Linked DNA regions of Capsicum annuum: region 2 is linked to region 1. A link is a contact called in public Hi-C data. All regions are on one chromosome and are shown on one strand. The core of a region is the stretch at or near the end of the contact, and the rest is flanking DNA. Distances in the headings are between cores, read along the strand shown. Region 1 holds the start of LOC107870975 (homeobox-leucine zipper protein ATHB-6). Region 2 holds the start of LOC107871973.

Region 1 (3,141 bases), core at 461-2,960:
CTTTGTGGAGTTGTTGGTTTATTGTCTTCCTTTTCCCCTTCTTCTCTGTTAATCTTTTTATTTTAATCACTGTTCTTCTTCGCATCCTCTTTCTCCTCCTTTGGATAAAGTTCTGAATGTATGACATAACAGTCCTTTTCATTGTGTCCCTATAGCTTACATTCCTTGCAATACTTGGAGACATAATCATATCTTATGTGAATCCATTTCTCTATCACCTTCCCTGTTTTCTTCCCCATCCCTATGTTTATTCTCTTGGGAAAATCACTAAGTAGGTCCACCTCTACTTTGACTCTAGCACAGCTTGGCCTTGTTTTATTTTTAGTAGCTAAATCTACCTGCAAAGGCTTCCCAACTGTTGCTGCTAGTGTAAAAAAACTTTCTTTGCAAAGAAATTAGGGGGTGGTGAAGGAAAGGGTATTCATGTTATTGCAGTAGTTGTTTCCTCTTTCGGATTGAACATTGAATTCTATTTCAGAGTTCTCATTGAATATGACCAATAATTTTTGGTGATACAGAAATGTGGTTTTGATAGCAAATGGACATAGTCTTTAATCTTTGTAGCCCTTATTAAGACATATCTATTGTTTAAAAGCCCTATGTTAACTTCTCCCTTCAAATCACATTGTTTTGAGATTAAGCGCCTTAAATTCTCTATTTTTGGCCATCCATATGAATTTTTTTCAATAATAGCGTTTTGAAGATCTCCATTAATAATAATTTGGTTGATCTCTTCCTTCTCTCAAATAATACGTGGTTCCCCATGCAAATAAGATATTTCTTTCATTGGTACAGGTTTCTGAGGTTTGCTGGTGCTTTGGAACAAAGTTGCAAAAGAAGTTTTTAGAGCATGATCACTAGGTGTAGCTAGTTGACTAGTCTCCGTCATTGGAGGATGACCGACGGTCGTCGCGATCATTATTTCCGGCTAAAATTTGTATAGGCAAATTAGGGGTTTTCCTATTTTTTCGGAGCGTACAGTGTCATAAGAATGTTTACTCCTTTTGTATCATTACATGGGAACTTTATTGAGTATCTTTGTATTTCAAATCTTATTCTTTATACTGATACATCATGTCTTATCATGATACGTTTTTAATCAATATTTGTATATTTTTTTTCAAGGTTTAAAATTTATTGCAAAAAATTGAAAAAGAAAAATAACACCAAGAAAAAAAAAACTAAAGAAGAATGAATCTGGAAGTTGAACATGAAGAAGAATATTTCGAAAAAATTGTATTATTAACTAAATATCAATTTTTTGAGATATTTAGATGTTAATTAGAAGATCTACAAAGTAAATTACTCTTTGAGTGAGTTAATTACTGTTATTTTTTATAATTACAACGAATTAGTTATTTCTTAAGATATAACATTAATCATGTATCTCTTTTAATTATGTATCTGAAAAATTAAAAATGAATATTTTATAAAATTTTAAAAAAAATTAAAATAAAATATAACTATGAATAAATTAGTCGAAATCTATGTAAAACTCCCATAAAAACAATGCGATAGATAATTAGAGACCGAAAATAAAATATCTCCTTAGGAAAAGTCAAGTTTATTACAAATCAAGTTGCATTTGCACTGAATTTGAAGTTCATTTCATTTACCCAAAAACACAAAATGCAAGTGTACCTAACCTTAGTCAGATTCTAACCCTACATCTGACCCCAGATTTGTTATTATTTAAAGAGAGAAAAAAATAAGCTAGGCCACCTTTGTTGTGAACTAATTTCTTCTGGTTTCTTCTTTCCATTTTCTTCTTCATTTCAACTTTTCTCTTTCTAAATATGTACACAGCATTTTCTTCTACACTTTTATGTGCATCACAAAATGGTTTGTGACATAATGAATTTGTGTATTTAACTTAAAATCTTTTACTTCCTTTCTTAAAACCATGGGTTTAGAAGTGGAGGAATTAATTGAAAAGGAGAATTATGTATTTTCTTCTCATTTAATATCTTGTACAATTTTCTTACTTGATTCAAAAAAATAATAATTGAACTTTCATTAATTCAAGAAAGAAAGTGCAATCATCATGAAGAGAACTCGTAGTACTGATTCCTTGGGTGCACCATTGATGTCCATGTGTCAAAACACTACAGGTGCTTAGTTAATTATTTAAATTCCCTTGAAATTTTCACCTTTTTATTTTAATTTTTTTTTAATGTTTTCGTGAGATAATGACTCCTTTGTTTCAAATTTTCTAATTTAATGTCTCATTATATTTATTTTTTTCATTAATCAAGATAAGATAATTTTTTTTTTTCATATTTTATATCTTGTATTAATTATTTTTTAAAAAAATTAAATTGTAAACATCATATAATAGGTTTATTATAATAAATTAGACATGTTATTAATTATTTTTCTTATTCAATAAGTCATCTTAATTTAAGACGAATAATTTAAAAGGAGTATTTTTGATAATAACATGTCCAATTTCTAATTCACTTGAGTTACGATAAATAAATTTCTTAAAAAAAAATATAGAAGTTTTGAACTAAAATTATTGAGTTCTACGGTGATGCATAGAATTTGACACAATTAAAGCATTTTACAGTTTGTTTGGATTGTGGTTTTCAATGGTATGGTATGATTACTGTAAAAATTATGTTTGTTTTAATTATTTTCTAAAAAAGATAGTATGGTATGATATTATTTTATGATTTGATAATCATGAAATTAATTAATTTGTTGAACCATCAAGTTAGTGTTATGGCATGATTTTTTTTTTTTTTTAACTATACCCTGTATAATTTTGTTTAATCTAATCTTACTCTTTCAAAGCTTCTTTTTCCTTGCTCTTTTCTCTTTCCTTTCGAAGCTTTTCTGCTCCTTTCCTCTTTCGTTGTCTTCTTTTCTGCTCCTTGTACAAGTTGTTCTTCATCCTTCTGTCTTCTTGAAATTTTTTCACAATTGAAATATGTAAGGCTGAAATATGCTAGTCAACAGTGTCCAACGTGGAACTTCTTGAAAAGTTTTTCACAATTGATAAATCCCATATCCAATCTCAGCTCATCAGCATGAGCTTGATCAAATATTTTCTGGGCATGGACATGGGGCAGCCCTTTATTTCCAGCAAAAAGCATAAATTTATTGTTTTATTAATAATTTTTGATTAATTTAAAATTT
Region 2 (3,141 bases), core at 321-2,820, 190 kb after region 1:
GATACATACACAAATATACGCACCATTCAATATATATGTACTACTTTAAGTAAAACATATACTACAATATATATATATATACAGATATATATATATATATATATATACTAATTTACAAAACATATACACATATATACGTTAAATATATAAGTCTATAGAATATATATACACATATATACGCACCATTCAATATATATGTAGTACTTTAAATAAAATTTACTACAATATATATATATATATATTCAGTATTCTACAGCTCGTGGGCTGATCGGGCCGGATTAAATCGGGCCAATTTTTATAAATAGACCGAGCTGAGCCGAATTGGGTCAGATCAGCCCGTTTGACAGGCTTAATTTAGCTCTTGTTATAACTATTATCGCAATTTTATTAAATTTACATAATTGATCAAGTAAGTTCTAACTTCATATTATGGACGTATGTCGGTATACTTTGTCACTTCAAACAATTATTTTCTTCGTCCCATTTTAGTTGATCATCTTACTTAAAGTAAAATGATTCATATTAATTAATTACTTACTAAATCATAATAGAATTAATTATTTTTTCTCATTTTACACCTATAATTAATCGTATACAGTAAATATGGACAATTATATTTCTATATTCATTCCTATGCCTAATAGATACTAGTAATATGAGTAAAGAGTAAAATAATAAAGTTAAGTCATTCAATTTTTAATTTTTAATCACCATGTAAAATGAAATATGCCCAACTAAAATAAGACAGAGAAAGTATTTAATTAATCTTAGACATATTAACTATAAAAAGTAAATAACTTATTTATTTTTTACTTCCTCCATTTTAAAATAGTTGATTTTTTTTTAACTTTACACTCTTATTTAAAAAATATTTATTAGAAATTTATTTTAGTAAATTAATCTTATTAATTATGTTTTAAAAATATAAATTTAATTATATATATATTTTATTTAATCATATAATGACAAGGATAAAATTAAAAAAAATCTCTTAATTTTATAAAAAAGATAATTAAATAAAAAAAGTATTTAAAAAATCAATTATTTTAAAATAAAAGAAATAAAAAAAATTAGACCTTTTTGGATGTAAGAGTTAAACACAAAAAGAATATTTCAGGGAGACGTAACCGTGGGAGTGATCATAAAATGAGAAGAAAAGTCGGTAACGTCGTGCCCCACACTTGTCCCTGTACTTTAATGAATTCTGCTAAAACAAGTCACAAATTCCAATTTTCACACTGCCCAATACAACTCATCCTTTGACACACGTTCTCCTTGACTTTCTTGTGCACAGGTCACAGCTAGCTAGTGGCACGAAGGGTTCATTCTAATTTTCCATCATCCAAAATCTACACTATTCAAGAACTCATCCATGACACCATGGCCGAATTTACACTACATGCTGCAAGTTCCATAGAGTTTAAATAATTTAGTTCAGACTCTATATTTGTATAAAGAAATTCACTCTAAATTATATATTTATATATCTTGAACCAGTAAGCACAAAGGATTGTAAATTTCACAATTCATGAAAATGTTGACTCTTAGATGTTGTTGATATATACCTACTTTCTTGGATCCTTCTTTCATCATCAGAGGTCCCCAACCTCAACAACCCCAAACCACACCACACCCTAAACCCACCCGACCCAACGACATCCACTCTATTTTGTTTGTATATATACTATATCTTATCTCTATACATCCCCTTATATTACATGCAGTATGTCATTAGTCATTTCATTATAAGCTATAGTCCAAGACAGTGTCTTATAAACCAATTATCAAAAATGGTTTTTGTTGAACCACAAGTTCTATGCGAGAAGCATCCAGATCAAAAGCAACAGCCAGGAGTATGTTCTTGTTGTCTTAGAGAAAGACTCATAATTCTTTCTTCTAATTCAACAACACCAACAATATCAACAATATCTTCATCATGTACTTATTCGTCTTTGTCTTCCTCTACATATTCTTCCACTTGTGATTCTCCCTGCGGTGGCCGTGCTCGTGGCCACCGCAGGATCACGTCCGATGTTGTGGGCCCCTTCTCTTTCATCGGCATCATGGGGGCTGACGCCGGAGGAGGATTGAAGAAGAGTAGATCAATAGCTTTTGTTGCAAGAGAAAAGAAAAATAAACAAGGGTTTTGGTCTAGGTTGATGAGGTCAACGGGTAAAAGATCCAAAAGGGTTATTAATCTCGTGCGTTGATCATCTATAATAGAAAGATTTAACTCATATGTGTTGACAATGTAAAATATTTTTACGTTACTCGTAAAATTATACCGGATGTGATAAGTTATATATCATCAGTCTCTTTTACATGTTATCTATTTATACTTGCTATGAATGTACATATATAGAGTTTTTGATTTTTACAAGTCGTGATCTGATTAGGGTAAAATTCTTGGTATACATGGTGGAGAAAGCTCTTCAAGAAAAGGTTAGGAAATGAGTTAGGTAAGCACTTAATTTGTACTAGCTACTTGTTAGTGATGATTTTGGGATTTAGACTCATTTAGGGTTCGTTAATTGGTAGAGTGTATTGAAAAAATTAATGCATGCATTAATTAATGTGTATTACTAATACATTGTTTGGTACATTTGTTAGCTTATGTATTACTAATGTTTGCATTAGTTATATCCTCTATTATGTATTGAAATATGTATTAATAATACACATCATTTTTCATGTATTAATAATACACACTATTTTAATACATGTATTAATTTGTTAAATGACAAATTTGCCCCTTCTTTTTCAGTTTTTTCTGCTCTGCTATTAGTTACTGCAGCTACTTTTCAATGATTCAATATTGCTCTAACTTTGTATTGATAAAATGTAGCAATCCCATAATTCTGAAACTTCACGGAAAAAAGTGGGTCAAAATGGAGGGAGACATATAACGTACACGGGCAACCTCTCTCCTAAGAAATGGAACAAGATAAAGAGTTTCACCAATTGATAACTAAGTTTATACATAGAATCAGTATTACCTAATGCTAGAGAGATTTGCAGATTCGGGAATGACATGAAGATCACTTTTCTCATTAAAATGCACAATTTTTCCTTTGTCAAGTGCACGAGCAGCATCTTTCCAAAAGAAAATAAGATTTGAATCGGCAAATAATGTCATCTGCC

What was found. A called contact is a pair of places that touch in the nucleus more often than the background predicts.
Region 2: a contact with region 1 is called in a Hi-C map of leaf, with 2.7 times the contacts expected there. The contact joins the promoter of LOC107871973 here to the promoter of LOC107870975 in region 1. A contact is called at or near these places in 2 of 5 Hi-C or Micro-C datasets (leaf and placenta).

Annotation. Positions count from the first base shown.
Region 1 is chr5:182,309,850-182,312,990 of UCD10Xv1.1, forward strand. It overlaps LOC107870975 (homeobox-leucine zipper protein ATHB-6), which reads left to right and starts at 1,711. Exons shown (of 2, transcript XM_047413285.1): 1 at 1,711-2,111. The coding sequence starts at 2,045.
Region 2 is chr5:182,496,843-182,499,983 of UCD10Xv1.1, forward strand. It overlaps LOC107871973, which reads left to right and starts at 1,571. Exons shown (of 1, transcript XM_016718810.2): 1 at 1,571-2,380. The coding sequence starts at 1,719. The coding sequence ends at 2,210.